Regions from separate parts of the Canis lupus genome. Here region 1 is linked to region 2. A link is a contact called in public Hi-C data. All regions are on one chromosome and are shown on one strand. Each heading gives the region's core, a stretch centred on a gene start, on an enhancer-like site or on the middle of the called end of the contact. The rest is flanking DNA. Distances are from core to core; before and after follow the strand shown.

Region 1 (6,206 bases), core at 1,975-4,474, 120 kb after region 2:
CCTCCACTGGCACGCCATCACTGCACCTGCCCTTCAGACCTCCTGCCTGCCTTACACCCCCGGCTCTGGGAGACATCAGAGTGGAACCAGACAGCCTTGACAAATGACTCCCACAATAGTGATGGAAGGGTGCCAAGATCTGATGCTACAGATGCGTCCCAGATGTGACAGATCTGCTGCAAAATATACAGCAGGCTTAAATACACAGACTGGTGCTCACCATTCCCCACAACTACTTGGAAGATAAAATACACCAGTGCCAAGCCTTTGTGGGACCACAGGACTGGAATGAAGACAAAGGACTCTGACATAATGATTTAAGGGGCCAAAGAGAACAGAGGTGGCTTGTGCGAAACACACATCACGAACAATGCAGCACAAGTACCTCCCCCTGCTGGCTTTGCAGTTAACTGCTGTCTGATCAGCCCAGAGTGCCCAGCCGTGATCCCACATGTCACTGACAAGCTGGGGACACTCCTGCTCTGTTGCTCCTAAAGGGCTAGAAGTTACCAGTTTTCTTTGCTCTTCTCGGGCCGACTTCAGACTGCCGTGCCGCTCCCGGATTCTTCCCTCCCGCAAGTCCATGCTTAACCGCAGCGCCTCGAGTTCTCTGGCCAGCAGCTCCTGCTCCTCCAGCAGCAGCTGCCTGAGCCTCTCCCGTCTGCCTTCCAGCTGCTTCCTCTTCTCCTCCTTCATCTTCTCACGCTGATAGGCATACATGCTGGGTGAGAGGGAGCCCTCCCTAAATCAGCCGCACTAGAGCCACACATGGCATGCTCTGCTCTGATGCGTGGCAAAGGAGGCTGAGGCGGACATGACATGGTGACACGGGCAAGTGTCTTCCAGCCGAAGCAAAGACAGCGGGTCACAGAACACTATGCATAACAGAATCTGGTTTTTGTGAAAAGAAAATGTACAGTGGTCTCATATATGCATGTACCAGCTAACTTTGACCAGTAACCATGTACCAGATACTATGTACATGGATGGCTTTCTATTAATCAAAAGTCCTACAAAGGAGGTCCTGTTGTAGCCCTACTTCACTGAAGAAGAAACTGAGGCTCATTCCTACAGCAAGTGACACAGTCAGGATTTCCATCTAGGTTTGTCTGACTCTGAAGCCTATGCTTTTAACTTTCACATCTTTACACATATTTCTGCAACAAAGGATGTACATGTATATGTATATTTATACACACACAACTGGGGAAAAGCACAGGAGGATCCATATTAGACTGTTAATTGTAGTTCCCTCAGGGGATCTAGGGTTACCAGGAGACTCCCAAATTCTACATGTATTTCCTATTCTTTTCTCCTTTTCAGTGCAAACATATCATTTCATGATGATCTTCCTTTTCAATGGTCAGTAAACATCACCATGCAAGTCATCTATGCCGTCCAGCAAATTCAAGAAAACATGCTGTTAAGCCATGTTCTACCTTCCCATCCCCCGCCAGGGGTTCTTAAAGCCACAAGCCGTAACCAACAAGTGGCTTCCTGCCTTTGTCCCACCAAGGTCCCAGCAGGTACCTCCGCTGGTAGGAGGTCTTGGAGCTCCATTCCGCCTGTTTGGAGCTACAGATATCAGACATCCTGAAGTAGCGGCTGTTCTGGTCCCACTGCTGCCGAAGCCGGGCCTCCTGCTCTCGGTGTCGCTGTCGGGCCATCTGCTGGTCCAGGAGCCTCCGGCTGCACCAGTAGGAGGGCAGCGTGGGAAGTGCCATCTGAAGAGAATGGCAATGGTACGAAAATGGGCCTGCTGCAGCTCCCTAATGAGCGGTCCTCACCCCTTGGCTGCCCCCTGGAATTACCCCACTCCAAACCAATGACACCAGAAGTCTTAGTGCCCGCCCCCAGGCATCAGCATTTTTAAAATGACTTGCATATCATTATTTTAAATGAGCCTGGACTGCACCCAGCTGTGAGCCAGACATCATCAAGGGCGTTGCAGACGAAGACTGGAACCAATGCTGACCCAAGCACTTGGGGGCTTCTATGTTCTCCACCAAGTAACAGGGATAACGATTTCAGGAATGTATATATGTGCCAAGCTCTTGGCATACATGATCTTTTTCATTGTTAAAATCACCCCATTATTTGGCAGGTGAGCAAACTCAAGTTCAAAATGGTAAAGTGACTTGCCCAAGACCACAGAGCCAGGAAGCAGAAGAGATGAAAGGGCTGGGAACCTAATTCACGCCAGTGTCAGACCAGGGCCTGGGCTCTGTAGATGTCAATAGGCTGCCCATGGGGACCAACAGGCCCTGGGTCAGGCAACCCCCAGGGAGTGCTCCAGCCTGGCTGTCACACCTGGAAGTGTTCTGGATTAGCACGGGGGTGACATTCCTCCACTTAGAAATGGAGAAACTGAGACCCAGAAAGGAATCGAGTTGCCCAGGTCACGACGCAAAACGGGGACACAATGGAGACTTGAAAGCAGGCAGCAGTCTCAGTCCAGGCACCCCTCTCCCTGACCCCAGGGCTGCCCCGATGGGCAGGGCCTACACAGTGTCTGGCTACCACAGTGCTCATGGAATGTTTCCTGAATATGCTTAGAAGTCTGGGTCCAGGCCAAGCCTCAAACTCAGTGCTCAGACCTGCAAGAACATAATGTGCGTTCATGGTCTGCGGCTGCCAGTTTACAGCCTGTCTTGAAACTGGGGCGGACTGGCATCACGTTTTCCCTGCCCCAAAAGCACCCCATGAAAAGCTCTGCACCAGGAATCAAGAAACAAGACTGGTCCCGGATCGCCTCTTTCTCTCAGCCCCTAAGACAGCCTCCTAAGACAAAAGGAGTTGCAGAGCAAGGCGCAGGGAGGGCGCAGGGAGGGCGCAGGGAGGGCGCAGGACCGCCGCAGGGGGCGCAAGGAACGCGCGGGGGGGGGGGGGGGAGCGGGACAGACGCAGGGTGGGTGCGGGGAGGGCGCAGGACGGCCGCAGGGGGCGCGGGGACGGCGCGGGGACGGCGCGGGGAGGCCGGGCCCCAGGACGTCCGCCACGGTTCCCGCCCGCGCGGGGCCACGGGGTCCCGGCGCCCACACCCGCCCGGCCGAGCCCACCGTCCGACTCACGTTTCTCAGCGCCCCGGAGTTTCCGAAAAGCGCCCCCGCCGAGCTCGTGCATGCCCCAGCCACGCCCGCCCCGTCCCGCCGCCACCTTCCCGGCGCCGCACGGCCCCCACGCCGGCGGTTTCCCCGCCCGTTGCCCGGGCAACGGATCGACGACGGAGCGCCGCGAGGGCCAAGCTGCCTCCAGCGCGATCCCAAACGCGCGGAGAGAAAGGAGGCTGGTTTGGGTTTTTCTTTTTTTCCTCTGGCGCCCTCTCGCGGTGGGGCGGGAGATCAATCCCAAACATCGCTAGTCCCGGAACCAAGGAAGGATGAAGGCAAAAAGAAGCCTCTTCACGACTAGGCAAAATTCAGGATGGTAGTTACCCGGGAGGGCGCGGGTGGGGGGTGGTGATCGAGGTGAGGACTGGGCGGGTCTCGGGCCTGGCTGCACACGGAGATTACCCGGGGGGGGGGGGGGGGGTCTTAAACGGCCGCTGCCGAGGCGCCTGCGGGGCTCCGCGGTTGGGCGTGATCCTGGGGACCTGGGATCGAGCCCCGCGTCGGGCGCCCTGCGCGGAGCCTGCCTCTCCCTCTGCCTGTGTCTCTCAGGAGTAAATAGAGCTTTCTTTTTTTTAAGTCCAGATGCCTTTAAACAAGAAACAAATAAATTCAGATGCAAGAACCAAACTCCAGGCCGATCCCATCAGGTTCTCCAGTTGTCAGGGTTGTCGGGCCCCCAGATGCACTCAGTGTGCCCCGGGTTCCAAGAACGGTCACCTAAGTGCATACAAGCTATTGGTAACTGTTGTCTAGCTTGGTGGTGGGTACAAGGGTGTTCATTGGTGCTTCAGGACTCACATGTGTTCCATGTATTATTTTATGTATGAAAACGGTGGTAAAGGGGTGTGCACTTGGCTCATTTGGGGGAACCTGCGCACTCCTGATGTCTAGATCATGAGTTCAAGCCCCATGTTGGCCATAAAGCATAGTTTAAAATTTTGTTTAAATAAACTTACCTTAAAAAAAGTCATAAAGATGACTTCACTCATTTATCCTCTTTTGTTTGCTCATTCTTCATGTTTAATTCTCTTAATTCCTCCCTTCATTCTCTTTCATCTGTCTGGGTTTTTTTCTGGGTACAGCATAGTCAGTATCTTGAACATTTTGGCCTCTATTCCGACCCCCCCACAAGCCAGTTATGAGGTCTCGGGCAGGTCACCTCACCTCACCTCTCTGGGAAAAGAGAATGGTCAAGTAATTGAACAGGGAGACCATTAGATGAGGCAGCTCTGATGCCTTGCTAGCCCAGCAAGCAAACCAAAACCAACACCAGAATCAAGGCTCTCAAATCTGAGAAAAAGTAAACGTGAGGTCAAACAGCCACCTAGCCTTGCCCAAATAAAGCAACTACTTAAGCTGTAGCCAATAAAATGATTTCCTTGCTTTGCTTTTGTCTCTTCTCTATAAAATAAAATAAAATAAAATAAAATAAAATAAAATAAAATAAAATAAAATAAAATAAAAAGCTCTCCCCCAGGTCCTGTGTGTGGCAGAGAGTTCCTACCCACATTGGCCTGGCACTACCCAGTTAAAATTGATATATTCCAAGTACACTCTTGAAAAAAAAAATTAATGTGCCTCAGTTTACCTTTTAACAAGAATACCAGCAGTGCTATTTTTTAGAGTTGCCCTTATGGGACAAAATGAAGGTTTCAGTGGAGAGCACACGGTAGCAGAGCACCTGGTGCATCTCAGGTAAGTACTCTTTCTTCACATCTCCCATGACTCCACTCGTGCTGACCCAGGATCAGCCCTGCCCCATGCATGAGGCATGCATGGCCCCTCCTGTTGGCCCCTATCTCTTTGGCCAGGCTCATGGCCACTTTCCCATATTATGTCCCCAGTGGACCAGGGAGGCAGCTGCCCCCTGGGGTCAGCCCAGCAGAAGAGCCCAATACATAAATGCTTGTTGGTGGGTCTCTGTGAATGTGGTAGGAACTTCAGAAATATGTGGATGTTGGGGTGGGGGGGTGGAAAGAAATATGTGCATTGGGTAGGGGAAGACCTGGCTTATGATTTTATGCCTTTTGAGTGAGTCCCCTCTGTTCCCTGAGCCTTGTTTTCTTCCTTTCTTTTTTTCATTTTAAGATTTTATTTATTTATTCATGAGAGACCCAGAGAGAGAGGCAGAGACACAGGCAAAGGGAGAAGCAGGCTTCCTGCAGGGAGCCCAATGTGGGACTCGATCCTGGGACCCCGGGATCATGACCCCAGCCAAAGACCAATGCCCAACCACTGAGCCACCCAGCTGACCCCAGGCACCCCTTATCATTCCTGTTTTACAGTTGTCTAAACTGAGCCTCAGAGGGTGGTGTCCTTGCCCCAAGGAAGGTGGTAGAAGCCTCACCCTGTCTGGTCCTAGGCCGGGCCTTCGCAGCAGGGATCACCACCTTCCCTCCTATCCTCAGGGCATCCAGCGCAGAGTAGGCTCACCATAAATATTTGTTGGGAAGGAATGAGTAGATTACCTGCTTTTGAACCCCTTCTTCTTCTAAAGAAATAGGGAAGCATAACATAGAAAGAAAGCAAAAAGAAAGACGAAACAGAACTAACATTATTTGAATACCATGTGCCAGACACTTTGGGATATATTCCCTCACGTAAGCCTTCCTCCAGCCCCTGGGAGTTCTGCCTCCATTCTGTCTAGGAGGAAACTGAGACCCTCGATAAGCCAAGACACTCTTTTGAGGTCACACAGCCAGGACTGTGCAAGCCAGGATTTACACGCAACCTTCAGAGCTTGCTGCTTCCTCTTCAGATTGTGTTTCCAGGATCTTGTGACTTGCAGGTGTCGCTCTTAAAAGAGGCCAGCAGATGCGGACCAGCTGGGCCATTTAAAGAGTTCAACAATATTAAATATTTCATGACAGGTTGATGACTACAGCCCACGGGGGGCGGAGAGGGGAAGCCCTGGCAGGTGGATGCCGCTCAGGCCGGGCCCTGGGCCAGCACAGTGAGGAGGGCTGTTCTTGGACCTGTGTCTTTGGGTGTCCTAGCACAGGAGGAGAAAACAGGGCTGGAGATATGGCGTGACGACATGGGAGCGGTTCCCCATTGGCTGAAGTGTGATGGCATCGGAGGCCATGCCGTTTCCTC
Region 2 (6,162 bases), core at 1,230-3,729:
TCATGCCCTATACACAAACGAAGGGCTCCTCTACTCTTTCTCAAAATATTTCTCAAGATTTCTACAGGAGACAGTTGATGACCCAAAAGAGTTTTCTGAGCTGAGAAAAGGGCCTAAACCCTGACTCAGCCTCCCACTTCTGGGTTTCAATTCCTGACCCAAAGCACAATGCAGTTATCCCCAAGTGAAGCCCCTCAGAAGGGCCAGGGGAAGCCCCAATGTGGCCCTCCTCGCCAGTGTTCACGCTACCAGCTGTCTCACATGGAGCCTTCTCAGGGACTAGCTGACCGCTCTCAGTGACCAGTGAGTGGTCTTGGTCTGCTCAGCTCCCAACCTACTCAGAATCCAGGACCTTCCAAACCAACCTTCACACGAAGGCTCTGCCAAGAATTAGCTTCCCTTCAACTGACCAACCTTGGCTGAGCAGCTACTGTGAATTAACCAGGAAAGTGGCCACCTGGGCTAGTGCTCTGATAATTTAATGAATGGAGTCTGGGACCCTCAATGGCTCACTGACTATTGTTCTGAGCAACCATCTGAGCAGCCTGGACTAAGATCTGGCTGACAGCGGGAGTGGGCTGCACTGGCGCGGAGTGGGCACCTCCTCTGCTCCTTCCCTCCTCCCCAAATCTAGTTTCTACAGACTCCTCATCCTTCCCTGGACCATGCAGTGGCAGGGCACAGAGCCCCATCTCATCTTAGAGGGACCCCTCCACCCTACCCCAGGACTCTGCTAATCCTCCAGACCCTGCTTCCTCTGTCACCAACAGGTATTTTTCCAAAGAAAACAAAAACACTAATTCAAAAAGATATAGGCACCCTCATGTTTATTGCAGCATTATTTATAATAGCCAAGATATGGAAGCAACTCAAGTGTCTATCAACTCAAGTGTCTACACACACACACACACACACACACACACACACACACACAGGAATATTACTCAGCCATTAAAAAAAAAACAAACCATGATATCTGCCATTCGCAACAACATGGATGGACCTAAAGGGTATTATGGTAAGTGAAATAAGTCAGTCAGAGAAAGACAAATACCGTGTGATTTCACTCATATGTGTAATATATGGAAACAAAACAAACAAACCAGACTCTTAAATACAGAGAACGAACTGATGGTTGCCAGAGGGGAGGTAGGTAGGGCATGGGTGAAATAGATGAAGGGGATTAAGAGGTACAAACTTCCAAATATAAAATAAATAAGTCGGGCAGCCCAGGTGGCTCAGCGGTTTAGCGCCTGCCTTCTGCCCAGAGCCTGATCCTGAAGACCCGGGATTGAGTCCCACGTCAGGCTCCCTGCATGGAGCCTGCTTCTCCCCCCCTTCTCTCTCTCTCTCTCTCTCTCTCTCTCTCTCTCAGTGGTTGAGCATCTGCCTTTGGCTCAGGTTGTGATTCCAGGGTCCTGGAATCGAGTCTCTGCCTATGTCTGCCTTTGTGTGTGTCTCTCATGAATAAATAAAATCTTTTAAAAAAAGAATTATCAAATCAATATGTTGTGCACCTAAAGTTAACATAACATTGCATGTATATCATTTATATTGGATGTATCTCAATTATATTTCATAATAAAAAAGAAAATATATAAGATGATGAATTATAGGCAGCCTAGTTCCCGATTTATACTAGTGCTCTAAAACATCAGAGGGGGACACTTGATGGGATGAGCACTTGGTGTTATGCTATACGTTGGCAAATTGAACTCCAATTAAAAAAATAAAAATAAAAATAAATAAATTAATTAAATTAAAACATCAAAAAAATAAAATAAAATAAAACATTTGCTAAAAGCAAGATTTCAGGTTAGCCATTGTCTTGATACTGGAGTAGAAAGAAAAAAAAAACTGGATAAAGATGGTAAGCTGGTGATCTCCCTCACTGGTAAGTTCCAAAAGCTGCTCACTAGGTCACCTTTTATGTCTTTAACCCTAGCATCTGGATGTGTTTCTGAGGTCAGAGAAGCCAAACCAGGGCTCAAAGTCTGAGTCAGTCTGCCCAATTCCTGTCCCTTAGTGGAGAAAGACATACTCTGGGGCCTGAGCTCAAGGACTAAGGCAGACAGAACATGCTGGTCTCCATAATTGCACTTCCTAATCCTGACCTGCCCTCCAGCTAAAGTCCAGGCCATTCAAACAGGCAGCATCTCTTTGTCTTTGGACTGACTACCAAATTACCAAAGGATTTGCATCAAGCCTAACTCTGCAGAGATGAGACACGTGGCGTTTCTAGTCTTTGTCATCATATACAAACCAACACACATAAATACGAACTCACATCCTTACTATAATGAACCCTGACAGTCAGGAGGGAGGTTAAGCATACAACTGACCCAGAAGTGAGTTTTGGGTCTGAGAAACACTCGCCACACATGAGCATCATCTCATTTGGCCTTTGCAACAGCCCAACGAAGCAGAATATCTGTTATCACATCCATCTTACAAAAGAGGAACTCAAGACCCATAGAGGTTAAGACACATAGTTAGAAAAAAGGGAAGTGAGAATTTGACCCCTAGCATCTTGGCTCAAGAATCTATATTGTAACCACCTTATTCTACTTTTGCTGGAGCAGTTCTGGGTACAGAGAGGAAAATAAACAGACTTTCCAAAAGGAAAGTTAGAAGCATGTGGTAAGGAAAATGATGGGGTCGTGGCGGCTTTCCAGACCCTAGAATGTACAGAGAAAAAACTGTGGCTTCAAGTCACATAATCTAAGCATGATGCAATCATTGTCAATTCTGTTGCATTGCAAATGTCTCACTTAACTCCTTCAAATCTAGATTTAGGCGTGTTCTTCAGTCCCCAGTTCAGTGGAAGAGTTGGTATTTAGAGTCCTGAGGCAAAGACAAGTACCTATCACAGCCCCTAAGGAAATACTGAGTATCCAGCAAATGTAAATATCAGGGTAACTTTCCATATAATCCCTTTCACTATTTCTTATATTCCGTGTATGAGTGAAACCGTATAATGATTGTCCTTCTCCGACTGACTTGTAAGGGAAAGGAGGGGAACTGAATGGGAAAAATTAGAGAAGGAGACAAACCATGAGAGACTCCTAACTCTGGGAAACAACAAAGGTAGTGGAAGGGGAGGTGGGTAGAGGGATGGGGTAGCTGGGTGACGGGCACTGAGGGGGGCACTTGATGGGACTAGCACTGGGTGTTATATGTTAGCAAATCGAACTCCAATAAAAAAATATACTAAATAAATAAATAATAAAAAAATTAAAAAAATCTTGATAGTTTCAAATATATATACATATGTATTTTAATTTTAATATCTCTTTTTAAGATTTTATTTATTTATTCATGAGAGAGAGAGAGAGGCAGACACAGGCAGAGGGAGAAGCAGGCTCCATGCAGGGAGCCCGACATGGGACTCAGTCCTGGGTCTCCAGGATCACGCCCTGGCCGAAGGCAGGCGCTTAACCGCTGAGCCACCCAGGGATCCCTAATTTTAATATATCTAATTTTAATATATTTAATTACATATACAATTACTCTGATACATATATGTGCATATGTACATATATAATTATATATATAATTACTCTGATACATACATACACACAAATATGTATCAGAGTAATTTCTTCAAAGATCCTTTACCCTGCCCTTGCCTACTCCCTGGACAAGAGCCTTTCCACACAAATTGCAAAATGTAGAGAATGAGACAAACAAACTCGTGTTTGTTTCCTGTTGATTGGAAAAAAGTGTTTGGTGACAGGTTCCAAATTGTTTACTTGTCATTGGAGTTAGTTCCCAAAGCTTAACACAAACTTTGAAAGGGGATTATTGGAAAAAAAAAAAAAAAAGGTTCATTTGCACAGTAAACTCCCTGGCCAGGGACACAAGTTTCTGGAACACAGTTGTGACTTGATGTCACCAAACAAACAAAATGTGTAACTTTAGAAGTCCTCAAAGTAGTTGTTCTCAGATTGACAAAAGGCAAAAGCTGCCAGAGTTGATGGTTTTAAAATGTTCACAAAAGTAAATTTCACCCTGTCTCAGTACACAAAAGCATAAACATGATTCTGTGTGAGGAAAATTTTTAAAAAGGCAAAACCTTAATCAACAACAGAAGGGACAAAAAAAAAAAAAAAAAAAAAAAAACCAGAAAGGACAAATGGTACAGGAGAAGCCTCTTAATTCTCTGCTCTAAATGTAGCTGAAATATACATTTTGCAGCTGTATTTTAAATATATAACTTTTTTGGAAGCCAGCCCTCTGCCATCATCTGACACTCCACTTCTGCTGGAGTTTTAACATTTTCAAAATGTAATCTTCAATCCCCAAGTAAGAAAAATAGTCTAAAAGACATGAAGGCCATATGGGGATTCCTATTTCACAGCAACATGAACTGAGATGAACTGCCAATGTCAGAGGGAGGAGGCGAGAGTGCAGATGCTTGTGTCAGACGGTCAACAACCGAGACAGCCATCCCCTTGGCTAAGATAACTGGAGTACTTCTTCACCTTGGGTTTCTCTGGATCCACCATGTGTCAGGACTACCCAACTCAGCAGATAAGCCAAAGCAGAAAAAAAAAAAAAATGATAGGCTTAAGTGACTGCATGATTGCAGTCACTGCAAAATCTAGCCCAGGGGTCCTGGGCTAGATGCTCCATGTAATCAGACTTCCACGGTTTCCACCACCATGGTTATGCCAGATCTCTCTTCTTCCGTGTTGGTTTCATCATTCCAACAGAGGCCCAGAGTGGCTTTTAAAAACTCAAGCAAAAAAAAAAAGTATAATTTGGGTATAATTCCCATTGGTCTAGCTCAGAGTCACATGCTCAGGGATCTGAACACATCACTGTAGCCAGAGGGATGGCTGATGCTGATTGGTCACATCTGGGTCATGTGTTCACTGGTGGAGCTAGGAACATGTGTATTGCCCCATAAGCCTGGAAGGATGGGTGATTCCCCACAAGTCACCTGCTGTAATTGGAAGGAGGGAAATAGATCTTGGGCAGGCAAAAACAGAATTCATTCTATCTTCAACATGGCGTGTCCCAAGCCTTTTAAAATACAGCTGCAAAATGTATATTTTCAGCTACATTTAAAGCAGAGAAGCAAAGTTTTTCTCTTGTATCATTTGTCCCTTATAGGTTTTTTAAAAATTTTTATTTATTTATTCATGATAGAGAGAGAGAGAGAGAGGCAGAGACACAGGCAGAGGGAGAAGCAGGCTCCATGGCAGGAGCCTGACGCAGGACTTGATCCAGGGACTCCAGGATCATGCCCTGGACCAAAGGCAGGCGCTAAACCGCTGAGCCACCCAGGGATCCCCATCCCTTCTGTTTTTAATTATGGCTTTGCCTTCTTTATTTTCCCAAGATGTTCGCATCTCCAGTGATTCTCACGATGTTCACTTCCTCCTCAGAACTTCTGTGTTTTCCTGTGATTTGCTCAACACTCTTAAGGCTGCAGTTTTGTCTTTCGCCTGAATCACCTCAACAATGGACACTACCCCCCCTCCTTTATTGGCCAAAATGCCCCTATTATGCATTTTTGTGCATAATTCCTGCTCTGGGATGATTATTTGTGTCCCCCTCAACTCATATGTTGAAATCCTAACCCCCAGTGTGATGGCACTGGGAGGTGATTAGGCTATGAAGGTGGAATCCTCACAAATGGGATTATAAAAGAGATCCCACAGGGGCACCTGGATGGCTCAGTCCATTAAGAAGTCAACTCTTTTTCTTTTTTTTAAGATTTATTTGAGAGAGAGAGTGCATGAGCACAAGTGGGAAGGAGAAGCAGACTCCCCACTGAGCAGGGAGCCCAACACAGGGCTTCATTCCAGGAACCTGGGATCATGACCTGAGCTGAAGGCAGATGCTTAACCAACTGAGCCACCCAGGCACCCTAGTTGTTAACTCTTGATTTTGGCTCAGGTCGTGATCTCCAGGTCCATGCTCAGCACGGAGTCTACTTGAGGATTCTCTCTCTCTCTCTGCCTCTCCCCCAACCCAAATAAATAAATAAATCTTTTTTTAAAAAGAGAGAGGGGACAACTGGGTGGCTCAGCAGTTGGGCGTCTGCCTTGGGCTGAGTGCGTAATCCCAGGGTCTTGGGATTGAGTCCTGTATCGGGCTCCCAGAGCCTGCTTTTCCCTCTGCCTGTGTCTCTGCCTCTCTGTGTCTCTCATG

The links. A called contact is a pair of places that touch in the nucleus more often than the background predicts.
Region 1: a Hi-C map of blood shows a contact between it and region 2, with 2.0 times the contacts expected there. The contact joins the promoter of TCHP here to the enhancer-like site in region 2. A contact is called at or near these places in 2 of 9 Hi-C or Micro-C datasets (amygdala and blood).

What each region holds. Positions count from the first base shown.
Region 1 is chr26:17,591,316-17,597,521 of UU_Cfam_GSD_1.0, forward strand. It overlaps TCHP (trichoplein keratin filament-binding protein), which reads right to left and starts at 3,225. Exons shown (of 14, transcript XR_005379282.1): 1 at 3,072-3,225; 2 at 1,531-1,724; 3 at 511-721.
Region 2 is chr26:17,468,687-17,474,848 of UU_Cfam_GSD_1.0, forward strand. No RefSeq gene overlaps it. Among named protein-coding and RNA genes, the nearest start is that of ANKRD13A, 48 kb to the right of the region's middle. Within about 2 kb of position 2,480, at least 2 of the 20 cell types and tissues checked have an H3K27ac peak or open chromatin away from gene starts, as enhancers often do. A contact at or near this core is called in blood, where this site is marked.